3 separate regions of the Mus musculus genome follow, and all the other regions are linked to region 2. The links are chromatin contacts, called in public HiCAR-type and promoter capture Hi-C maps. All regions are on one chromosome and are shown on one strand. Each heading gives the region's core, a stretch centred on a gene start, on an enhancer-like site or on the middle of the called end of the contact. The rest is flanking DNA. Distances are from core to core; before and after follow the strand shown. Region 1 holds the start of Dlx5 (distal-less homeobox 5). Region 2 holds the start of Fezf1 (Fez family zinc finger 1). Region 3 holds the start of Dlx6os2 (distal-less homeobox 6, opposite strand 2).

Region 1 (3,635 bases), core at 948-3,447, about 16 Mb before region 2:
CCCATCCTCAGATCATACATGGAAGAGCTGGCGAGTCTCTGACTACTAGCCACTGTGTGCGTGGGGCACTTTGTACACATCAAGTTCTTCGCTTTAGGGATGGAACCCTTTGGAGATGCTTATTTTTCTCATTATTTTTTCCCTCCCTGTATTCACCTTGTGTGTTTCTGGGACGCGAATAGCCACTCCAATCCCTGGGCGTCACGCGAGGAGGCCCCTGGGCCATGACCCTCTGTCGGCGTCTGTTCGGGCGCCCGCAGAGGCTAGACGCTTGGGCAGGGAAGACGCTAGCCAAGGGCTCCAAAGTTCAAAGACCGACAAGCAAACTATGTTCCTTCACTACAGCGGCAAGCGGTCGGTCGGGGCTGCGGCAGACAGAGAGCCGATTATGTAGTCCCCATAATCTCACTGCAGATCTGAGAGGGCACAGATGTGTCTGGTTTCTTTCACAAATAGACTTAATATGTTCTTGACCAAAAAAAAAAAAAAAAAAAATCCTCTCCCTATGCAAGGATACAGAGACAGCAAGAGGAGCAGACTCAAACTTCCATCAACAATGTATTGCAAAGGAATCTGTAGTAAGGATATTTTCGTAGTAAAGGGGAGGAACCAAGGAAGAATTCTCACTGTCATAAATGTACCCCGCTGGGGTCCTGTGAATCCGTGTTTTGCTAATGTGCCCCTAGGCCACATGGCCCCTTTTCCCCCTTCAGTCCTGAAAGGAGTGGAAGAGTCGGTGTATGAAGCTGCTGCCAGAGGAAGGGTGGAGAAGGAGGGAGGGCTGCGGTCTCCGCTCTACTGGAGTAGGGGATGCTAATATTAGCAGCCTTATTAATGTGTCGGTGAGGGGAGATCAAAATCGACTAGTAAAATTTCTCCACTGAGACTTCACGCCTCTCATTTACCGCCCAAGCTCTCTACCCCACTGTAACGCTCTAAGGAAGTTTCACAGTGGACGGAAAGGGGAGTCTGTGGGGAAGAAGGAAGGCAGACAAATTCTAGGCACTTACGGAGAGAGCACTCGATGGAGTGTGTGTGTGTGTGTGGGGGGGGGTCCCTCTAACAGAGTGAACTCTCGGCAATCCTCCGCTATTTTAAATGACTTTTTGTATTTGGAAATACCTTGGATAAACCGCAAAGTTCCCTGTTCGCTTTTCTGTCAGGCTGCAGCCCTCCGGCCCCCAGGTCACCCGGTGTGCTGCCCGCACCCTCCATGAGAGGCCTCGGGGCGCTTCGCTGGCTAATCCAGACTAGATCTCACCAACTCAGCACGCTCACCCAGAATTCCAACTAACTTTCCTTTTATTACGCAAACACCACTAGGGCTGCTTGATTTCACCCACCCCCCGCCCCCCAAATCCCTTAGCCTCTTTGCAGCCAAGCTGGCTTTCTGGCTAGGCCAGCTAGGAATCCAGCTAAGGAGGGATCCTCGAGCAGCGCCAGAGGCAAAACACCCGATTAAACCTCTTCAAAAGTCCTCCACTGCCCCCCCCCCCATGCCGGTGTGAGGTGCTGTCCTGTTTGCAGTCCCAGGCCCCCACTCGCTTCTGCGAAGCACCCTTCTATGGGTGCGGACAGCGTGGCCCTCATCTACCACCCAACTTGGCGCCCGCGGGGTTACGGATGCCCTGGGTACCTGCCTCCCGCCCCCGCGCGCCTACCTGGCTGGCTGGTGGCACTCGGGACGCGGTTGTAGGCGCCGCCGTACTGGTGGTAGGGGCTGGCGTAGCCGTAGTCGGCATAAGCCTTGGCCGGGTAGCCGGCTGCGGAGCCGTTCACGCCGTGGTACTGGTACTGGTAGGGGTTGAGCGCTTTGCCATAAGAAGCAGAGGTAGGAGAGCAGTAGCCGTGCGGGGCGGCCCCCGCGGGACTGTAGTAGTCAGAATCGGTGGCCGAGGACTCGGGCAAAGTTGGCGATTCCTGAGACGGGTGGTGCATGGCGGCGGACGTCGGGAACGGAGCTTGGAAGTCGCCGGATCGGATGCTTGGGACTCTTCTGTCAAACACTCCTGTCATAGCTCCCGGGCGGTGGCTGTTCTTCTACTGCGGCGGCCGCTGCTGCCTGAATTGGCTGTGGAGCTGCTCTGGTCTAAGCAGACATGGCTGTGGGAGCGAGGGAGGAGGAGGAAGAGGAGGAGGCGGCGGCGGCGGCGGGGAGGAGGAGGAGGAGGAGGCTGGGAGTCGTGGAGGCTCTGTCTCCCGCAGGCTGACTGCTGGCTGAGGCGCAGCACAGCCTTGGTTAAATCCTTAATTGCGCGCTTACGCACAGCGGGGTGGATCGGGTTCCATTGGCCAGGGCTTCGGGAGCAGAGCAACACCCTAACTCGTCCAACTAGTTTTAGCACAACAAAGCATTGCTTAAAGAGAGAGAGAGAGAGAGAGAGAGAGAGAGAGAGAGAGAGAGAGAGAGAGAGAGAGAGAGAGAGGCGTACAAGGAGAGAGAGAGTGTGTGTGTGTGTGTGTGTGTGTGTGTGTGTGTGAGAGAGAGAGAGAGAGAGAGAGAGAGAGAGAGAGAGAGAGAGAGAGAGAGAGAATATGAGTTGTTCCCTGTTGGGGGAGGGAGGGTCTCAGTCGATCTCTTTTTAGTGAATAGCTTCGACAAACCAAGCAGTCCCAGGGCCTAGCTCCGTGCTGTTTGAAGACAACGTGTTCCAATCAGCAATCTCAAAAGTACAGTTTAGAGGATGCGGTTCTTGATGCTCTTTTCTTGCTCCACACCTACCAGTCCTCTCCCCCCTCCTCCGACGGAGACTGTAGGAGAGAGCACCGCTGTGGGACTGTGTGCAGAGGAGGAGCAGTGTTAGATGGCAGTGAGAACAAATGGAGAACAGCATTGTCTTAGTGGGATGATGGGAAGCAAGTTGCAACTAATTTATGTTGAAAATTTGTAAACTGGAAAACAGTTGGACACGCAGCAAGCGCTTTTGCAGAAGCCCCTGTTTCTCAGGACTCCACAGAGATGTCCAAGAATCTAGACGTCCCCAGTGGCAACTGAAGTCTTTACAGGGACTGCTGAAAATCAATGTCTTTCATTCCTGAATACCTTGCCACTGCCTGAACTCTCTTAGTTGGCTTTCCCAGAGAGCTGAGCAGCCTTTTGGTTTTTTGCTCAATATCCTCGACTACTTGGAAGCTTCTAGAATGGCTCTTGTCTCAGTTCAGGAGCCAGATTCCTGCAAACGTGAATTGATTTGGGTGTGTGACCTATAGTGTGCCTCCAGACCAAATGGAGTATGAAGACCGAAAAGTAGGCAAGGAACCAAGTCCGCTTGGGAGATGGGGTTTCGATCATGGACGACCCTCTCCTGGTTCCATTACCTACATCCACTCCAATCCCCCTCTCAATTCTTGAGTTTGGGTTCTGTAGCATCCCCCATTATTTCCTGCCTACTGAGCATCTTCGTTTATGTACAAAGGGAGCAGGGTTCAAGACTCATACACTGGCCACAGACCACCAGAAGAAGTTTATTTTGTCAACATGGGCTTTTCCTCTAGTTATGATTGAGTGAGGCCTTAGGAATGTGTTCTGATCCTCACTCAATGCTGTGTCTACTCCCCTCAAAAATGAGTTGTATCCTATTTTGGGCCTCCTTTTGGCCAGGAACCTGGGAGTGTCATTGAATGTTCAGGGTGGA
Region 2 (3,446 bases), core at 221-2,720:
AGCCCAGAAGGTCTTATGCTAAAGAATGAGGCTATATCGATGCGTTTTTCCCCCCAAATGGTTCCAAAGCCTTTCGGGTAAACTTCTGACGGAGGAACATACCTGTGTGTGAATGATCTTATGCCGGCAAAGGGTGCTAGCTTGCCGGAAACCTTTCCCACACACTTTACACACGAAGGGTCTGGCTCCTGTGTGTACCGGCATGTGACGGGTTAAGTTATAGTGCGCATTAAAGACCTTAAAAATTAAACACAAAGGAAAACAGGTTAACGGAAGCACAGATTGGATCCAAAGTGATAAAAAGGAGGGAGGGGGCAAAACAAGTTTATACTTCCACTCCCCAAATACTAAAACAGAAGCGAGGGATGGAGAGAGGAAGGAAGAAAGGAAGGAAGGAAGGAAGGAAGGAAGGAAGGAAGGAAGGAAGGAAGGAAGGAAGGAAGGAAGGAAGGAAGAAGGAACTCCTGGCATAAGACTTGCCTTGCCGCAGACTTCACAAGTGAAAACTTTGGGCTTGGCATTTGGAGAGCCGCGGCTGAAATCCGAGGTTTTGAAAGCGATTTTTTCCGACAAAAGTTGGGCGCTTTCTTTCATGTAATGCTGCAGCTGAGCCTGGGACAGGTCTTTGAAAGCTACTCCCGAAGGGAGTTTCTCCACTGCCGGTACAACCAGTTTATTCCTTTCGGCTAAATACGTTTTGGGCTGTGGGTGCAAAGGGGAACTGAGAAAGTAGGAGGCCACCGGGTGGATGTTCACGCTCGCAGCCGGGTGGCACGGGCCGTCACCTCGGTTCAGGTAGCACAGGGCACCCATGGCGTGAAACGAAGAGTGGTTGACCACACGCGGCCTTACCAGCTTGTACTGCTGTAGTGGCAATGCGTCGCGGGCCAGGTCGCCCTTAAGACTTAGCGCGCAGTTGAGCAGGTCGCTGCAGCTGAACGCCGGCGCAGAGGGCGCCACCGCGGGCGGCGCCGGAACCTCCAAACTCGCCTTGCGGGGCTCTGAGCCATTCACTCCCGCTTTGGAGTTCGTGTCGTACGCCACGGGGACGAAAGGGATCATGCAGGGGATCGACGAGTTGAGATGCAGAGAGTGCTTGGGGTCCCCTTTGGGCACGGCTCCCTGCAGGAAGTGGGGGACCGGCAGGGCCTTAGGCTCAGGGGTGCGCGCCATGATTCGTTCGATGGAGAAAGCCAAGGGTTTAGATGTGCTCATCACGTTGCCCCGAGCTGGAGCAGTCGCTAGCATTTTGGTGGTCGCGTTGAGGCAGCTACTGTCCATGACTGAGTCGCCAGCGTCGGTCAGCCGGGGTTGAGTCGCGGGATCGTTGCCTTGTCCCCTGCTTGTCACAGACCTGCGGAGAGGACAGGCACCGTCACCACCAGCAGCCTCCTCCTCCTCCTCCCCAGCATCACCAGCCGAACCTGCCTGCCCAGCCCAATGGACTCCTGCCAGCCCATCGCAGAGTTCTTGGCGCACCAATGACTCGGGGACAATCACTACTTATTTCTATCAATAGAAAGTGTTGTGTCAATAACGCAGCCAAGATCTCGCCAATCGTTAACTTCCAAGAGGAGAAGGTAAACTAGATAATTGCTCAATTCGCTTCCAACAGTCAACAGGAAAACTTTTTTTCTCTCTGCAGTCGGTGACTACTTTTCATTGGTGAGAGAGCTTCCCCCGCCCAGAAGAGGCGGGGGCGCTCTCTGCAACGCGCAGAGCCCTCCCCGACGCGCAAGCACTCGCCCGCACACACTTCTCTACCCTTCAGCTGCCCCTCCCCCTAGCTTCCTCTGTCTTTTTAATTCTCAATCTGCTTAACCAGGCTTTAGAGGCCAAGCAAATCTGAGATCAATTTTCTCGTTTAGCTCTAAGTGACATCATCTAAAATCATTGTGCTAGGGCTAAATAAGGAAACAGAGTCTAATTCAGGGGCAAATGCCAGGCTATATTTATCAAACGCCAGGCTCTAGAAAGCCTTGACCAGGAAACCTCTGACGGCAAAATCCGAGGTTTCTGTGCTTGGCTTGCCTGAGCTCAGTTCGGGCCACGATGCCTCCTCCTACGCAGCCCACTTTCATCCTCCGGGACTCGAGGGGGTCTGGGGGGTGAGGTCGGGAGGTGGTGCTCATTCCCTGAATCAAGGAGTCGCTGCAGCTCGAGCCGCGTCTGGACCGTTTGGAAGACACCAGCAGGTAACTGGCCTCCCAAAATGCCCTTGAGATGTAAAGGCCTTGGGAGGCTTGTTATGCGTTTGTGGTTTTGTCAAAGCGATGCCCATGGCAATAGGCCTGGGAAAGACGCACCAGCACCACAAAGTTGAGTTGCAAAGAATAAGAGGGAGCCACACGGCCAGAGACCTAGACGCGGATTGAACTCACACAAACACACGCGTGAGCGCGCTTCCTTGAGTTTCCAGAGAGAACCCCGAAAGGGCATTTCTCCAAAGAACTTGCGCCCACTGCTCTTCCAGAGCAGAGGGTTTTAAACGTGGAGCGGAGAAGGGGAATACAATCTGTCGATCCCTACCCTGGCTGCCAGCGTCTGCGTGCGGCTCATCAGTGCACGCGATACCCCGCGTGTCTGTGCGCGCAGACGAACAAAGTGTGGTGGTCACGGACCATTTCTGCCCCCCCCCCCCGAGCGTTTGGAGACCCTAAGCGTCCCCTACCCCCCCCCACCCTCCCCCGCGCGCCCAGCGCCCTCCTGGTGTGACGCCTGGGGCCCAAATTCGCTAGCTGGGCGAGCTTTCCATGAAAAGGCCGGACGCTGAGGCTCCCATTGCGCGGGTCCCCGCGGCTCCCGCCCGAGTAGCGGCGCGCGCCTTCCCCGGAGAGGTCAACCGGGAGCCTTCGGTCGCCGAGAGCAGAACCCCAGGCACGCTCCTGGGGCTGCGGACCGTAGACAAACCCCCGCCGTTCTCAAGCCAGTTCCCGGAGGAAGCTGAGCGATGAGCCCTGAACCGCCTCCTGGAGGCCGCGGGAAGGAGCTGCCGGCAAACTCCAAGCACCGTCAGCCTGGTGAGTTAACTCTACCGTGTGTGGACCAAGTATCCGCCAGGTATCTGGCCAAGAGTAAGATGTGCTGTCCTCTGGTGAGAACCCTGGAAAGGGCCAGCAGTGGGAGGTGAATGTGGGAGCCTAGGATTGTTGAGCCTAAGGCTAATGTATTGGAAGGTGCCAAGTTGGGATTCGAATGGAGGCAACTGGCTTTCAAGATCTCTCCTTCTCCAAACCCCCTTTCTAGCTCATACCACCAGGCTCCTCCGCCCCACCCAGACGGTGCGAGTCAGTTTAAACACTGCCAGGGAAGCCCAGTTGGGTGGAAACGAAGACAGCGAGTTGTTGAGGCCTGACAGCGAGGCGGGACGGCTAAGTGGATGCTGGAGAAATAATTGCTGGGAAAAATAAAATAAAACAGGGGCCAACAGAAGTCTTTTTGAAAGT
Region 3 (3,632 bases), core at 1,019-3,518, about 16 Mb before region 2:
GTGCGCCTGTGACGTCAGGGGGCGACTGACCAATAGGAAGGCGCTGCCCTTTGGAGACAAACCATTCGACTCGTGGCGTCTGCATCAAGTCTGAAAGCAGACGCGCAACTTTCGCAGAATCCACCTTAAAATCTCTGCTTTAAACTGCACCAGCCCCCAAAAATCCAAGGGGGGAAAAGCAAGGGGGGGGAGAAGAGAGCAGATTCCCCCTCCCCCCTCTCCTCTCCCATCCCTCCCCCTTCCTCCTCCCTTTGGGTTAACAAGGCCCTGCTCACTATATCTCTTTATATTAAATATATATATGTATATATTAGAGAAGAGTGAGGAAGAGAACCACCTCTGCCCCCTCCTTTAAATTTTTTTTTATTTTTTATTTTTTTTATTTTTTTGCAAGGATCCCGGGAGCTAAGGTGGCTGCAAAGGGGAGAGCGGTGCGAGCCAAGTGGGGGAGGGTGAAAGAAACCCGGGAGAAGGCTTTCTCCAGCCCCCAAAGTTTTGATGATGACCATGACTACGATGGCTGACGGCTTGGAAGGCCAGGACTCGTCCAAATCCGCCTTCATGGAGTTCGGGCAGCAGCAACAGCAGCAGCAGCAACAACAGCAGCAGCAACAGCAGCAGCAGCAGCAGCAACAGCAGCCGCCGCCGCCGCCACCGCCGCCGCCGCCGCAGCCGCACTCGCAGCAGACCTCCCCGGCCATGGCAGGCGCACATTACCCTCTGCACTGCTTGCACTCGGCCGCGGCGGCGGCGGCGGCGGCCGGCTCCCACCATCACCACCACCAGCACCACCACCACGGCTCGCCCTACGCGTCGAGCGGAGGCAACTCCTACAACCACCGATCGCTCGCCGCCTACCCCTACATGAGCCACTCGCAGCACAGCCCTTACCTCCAGTCCTACCACAACAGCAGCGCGGCCGCCCAGACGCGCGGGGACGACACAGGTGAGAGGCCGCTTAGGCAGCTAGCTTCGCCCGCCTCCCCACTGCCTCCGACCCCTCCCGCCCCGCTCACTTCCTCCACGCCGGGGCCTCCGCCGGCCCCCTCCTGCGGGCGGCCCCGTGCGCCCCCAGTCGGGCCCCGTGGGCTCCCGATCGCCTGGCGCCTGCCTGCCGGCCTCTCCCTGCCCGGCCCCTTCCCGCCGCCGTGGACCCCCGGCTGGCTCACCCCGAGGCCCGCTGGCTCCTCCGCCTCCTGCTTGTGGTTCCCATTGAGCCTCCAGGCTGTGCCCTAGCCTGGCTCTACGGTCCCCACTGCGCCCTCCAGCCCACCAGGTCTGTGTGCCCTCTACCTTGTCCCTTCCCTCTCTGCTGGGACCCGCATTTATCAGAACTGGAGACAATTCTGGGCCAGGACTGAAGGGCTAGTTAAGGCTTCCCATCTCAACGCTGGGAGAGCGGTGGCCTACTTTGCCTGGGGCACTTGGTGCCCCTTGGTGACTTGGAACGAAGCTGTTGCAGCCGATAGATACTAGTGACATTGGGTTTTGTCTTTTGTTTTTGTTTTGCTTTTAAAATCTTCCCTCGTGGGCTTTGAGGTGTCCCCCCCACGTCCCCAGACCTGGCTCCCTCTCTCTGGGTTTTCAGTAGTACTTTGGCTGCTCCTTTGTTCTTGGAAGTGAAGCAGAGGGCCTGGGGTTGATAGCTCTCCGTTGTCCAGAGAGTCTCAGCCTGCTCTGGAGCTGCTCTGAGCTCCTGGTTGTGTTCTGTGTCTGGGCTTTGATACACGCGAGCAGAATCATTTCAAACATACAGAAGGGACTTAAAGCACTAAGCTTGCAGCTGGGTGACACAAAACTAACTGGTCACATAAACAACCGGGTGGTTCTGGTATAGCTTTAGGCGTTGGGAAAAGCCAGGCCAAGAAACCGCTCTCGGGCCCAGAGAAGAGAAGCCTTACAGCGCCACGGACTTCGGAAAGCGGCCTGCGCTGTCTCCGCTGTTGCGGAGCGTCTCTTTTATGCCCCGGGCTTCCTAGATTCGATCCACTATCATAATGCATTGTTAGTGTTGGAGACACGGTCGGAGGGAAGCTTTCACAGCCTCTGGGGGCACGTGCCCACAGTGGTATAGCGGGGATATTACGAGGAACTCTTTTTAAACTTGGGAGAAACTCCTTGCCAGCCTTGTCACATGAAGGGAGAAGGCAGTAGTGGCCTCGCGGGTGACCACTCCTCTGTGTCATTTGCTTACAGATCAACAAAAAACGACAGTGATCGAAAACGGGGAAATCAGGTTCAACGGAAAGGGGAAAAAGATTCGGAAGCCTCGGACCATTTATTCCAGCCTGCAGCTCCAGGCTTTAAACCATCGCTTTCAGCAGACTCAATACCTGGCCCTTCCCGAGAGAGCCGAACTGGCTGCTTCCTTAGGACTGACACAAACACAGGTAATTCCCGGGAAGCCCAAGTACCCCTGAAATGCTGGCCCTGCTTGATAACCGTGCAGAGAGCATACCAGGAGGAATTCTTGGCCTAGTCAACCAAGGATGGAAGGAGCTAAATGACAAATGCCCGTGCTCCAGTTGTGCACTTTCCTGGGATCACACAGTTTGGAACAAATGACATGGTATTGAATACTGAATTGGATTTGCATATACACCAACCCTCTGCGACCCCAGCTGAGCCTAGGATCTTTTGGTGAACAAATTCAATCAAATCTTATTCCAGAGCAGAATAACACGAAGTAGAACAAGTGTGTGTGTGTGTATGTGTGTGTGTGTGTGTGTAGTATCCAGCTAAGAAGCAAAATAAGGCCTTTCTTAAGGACCCTTTAGTGACCCTTAGGAATTAATATTAATTTCAACTCATTGTCATAGGAAGGAAACTTATGAGCTGAGACCAGGAGCAAAAGTTAGACTCTAGCAGCTTAATAAAGACATCCATGTGTAAGCCATTCACTCCGGGATGGGTAAGACAGGACTTTCTGAAGATTGCATTAAGCTCTGTAGTTGAATCATTCTGGTACCAAATAGTGCAGGCTGAGGTACCTCCCTGGAGCACAGAACTTGACAGAATTGAGAAACAAAGAGAATGTTCCCCAAATCACGGCCTGGGACACCACAGATAATAAACAGTCCTGCTGACCTGAAAAGTATACTGGACATTTCAGATTTCACAGAAAGGGGCCCATAGGTGAGTATATCAGCCTGCACTCAAAAGCCAGCAGTCAAGAGAACTGCACGGGATGCTAAGGCCTCTTCTGATGGGCATCATCTTCATCCAGCAAGGGTCTAATAAGACAGTAGCCAAGACCTTACAGAATGGTGTCTTCAGGCCGCGTCCCTGAACTCTTCTCACTTACCCTGGTTTCTACTGCATGTTGCCACTGAAAATGTATGAGGTTTGCTATGAAAGGGCTCTAGATGCTCCGTGACTCGTATTCTTGGGAAAATAGATTCTGGAATTGTAAAGGTAATGCTACATTGTAGGTTTCCTTTCATCTAGAGATTTGGGTTGTTGACTTAAATAAGCTGCCAACTTAGATTCCTGATTCTGTAGTTGTCAGAAGCCTTTTGACTTTTAGTAGCTACCCCAACAATCATGTGATGATTGATGACTTCTGTTTGCTTAAGCAACATAGGAGGTAGATAGTGGGGGTTGATGCATTTCTTAATCCTTGCAGGACTGGA

What was found. Promoter capture Hi-C pulls out the DNA fragments that hold promoters and counts their contacts. HiCAR-type assays count read pairs that join an accessible place to other places.
Region 1: a HiCAR-type map of embryonic stem cells shows a contact between it and region 2, with 9 times the contacts expected there. The contact joins the promoter of Dlx5 here to the promoter of Fezf1 in region 2. A contact is called at or near these places in 4 of 39 promoter capture datasets (cranial neural crest, embryonic stem cells, hippocampal neurons and 1 more), 7 of 484 Hi-C or Micro-C datasets (embryonic stem cells, epiblasts and stem cell-derived epiblast-like cells) and 2 of 115 datasets of contacts at active chromatin or transcription factors (both in embryonic stem cells).
Region 3: a promoter capture Hi-C map of embryonic stem cells shows a contact between it and region 2. The contact joins the promoter of Dlx6os2 here to the promoter of Fezf1 in region 2. A contact is called at or near these places in 6 of 39 promoter capture datasets (cranial neural crest, embryonic stem cells, frontonasal cranial neural crest and 3 more), 12 of 484 Hi-C or Micro-C datasets (cerebellum, embryonic stem cells, epiblasts and 1 more), 2 of 115 datasets of contacts at active chromatin or transcription factors (both in embryonic stem cells) and 1 of 9 other capture datasets (embryonic stem cells).

What each region holds. Positions count from the first base shown.
Region 1 is chr6:6,879,871-6,883,505 of GRCm38.p6, forward strand. Dlx5 (distal-less homeobox 5) reads right to left here and starts at 2,198. Exons shown (of 3, transcript NM_010056.3): 1 at 1,662-2,198. The coding sequence starts at 2,016.
Region 2 is chr6:23,246,794-23,250,239 of GRCm38.p6, forward strand. It overlaps Fezf1 (Fez family zinc finger 1), which reads right to left and starts at 1,471. Exons shown (of 4, transcript NM_028462.1): 1 at 481-1,471; 2 at 103-237. The coding sequence starts at 1,281.
Region 3 is chr6:6,862,882-6,866,513 of GRCm38.p6, forward strand. Dlx6os2 (distal-less homeobox 6, opposite strand 2) reads right to left here and starts at 2,269. Exons shown (of 1, transcript NR_002839.2): 1 at 916-2,269. Dlx6 (distal-less homeobox 6) reads left to right here and starts at 453. Exons shown (of 4, transcript NM_010057.2): 1 at 453-946; 2 at 2,197-2,390. The coding sequence starts at 499. All of the region lies in intron 1 of Dlx6os1 (distal-less homeobox 6, opposite strand 1), which reads right to left.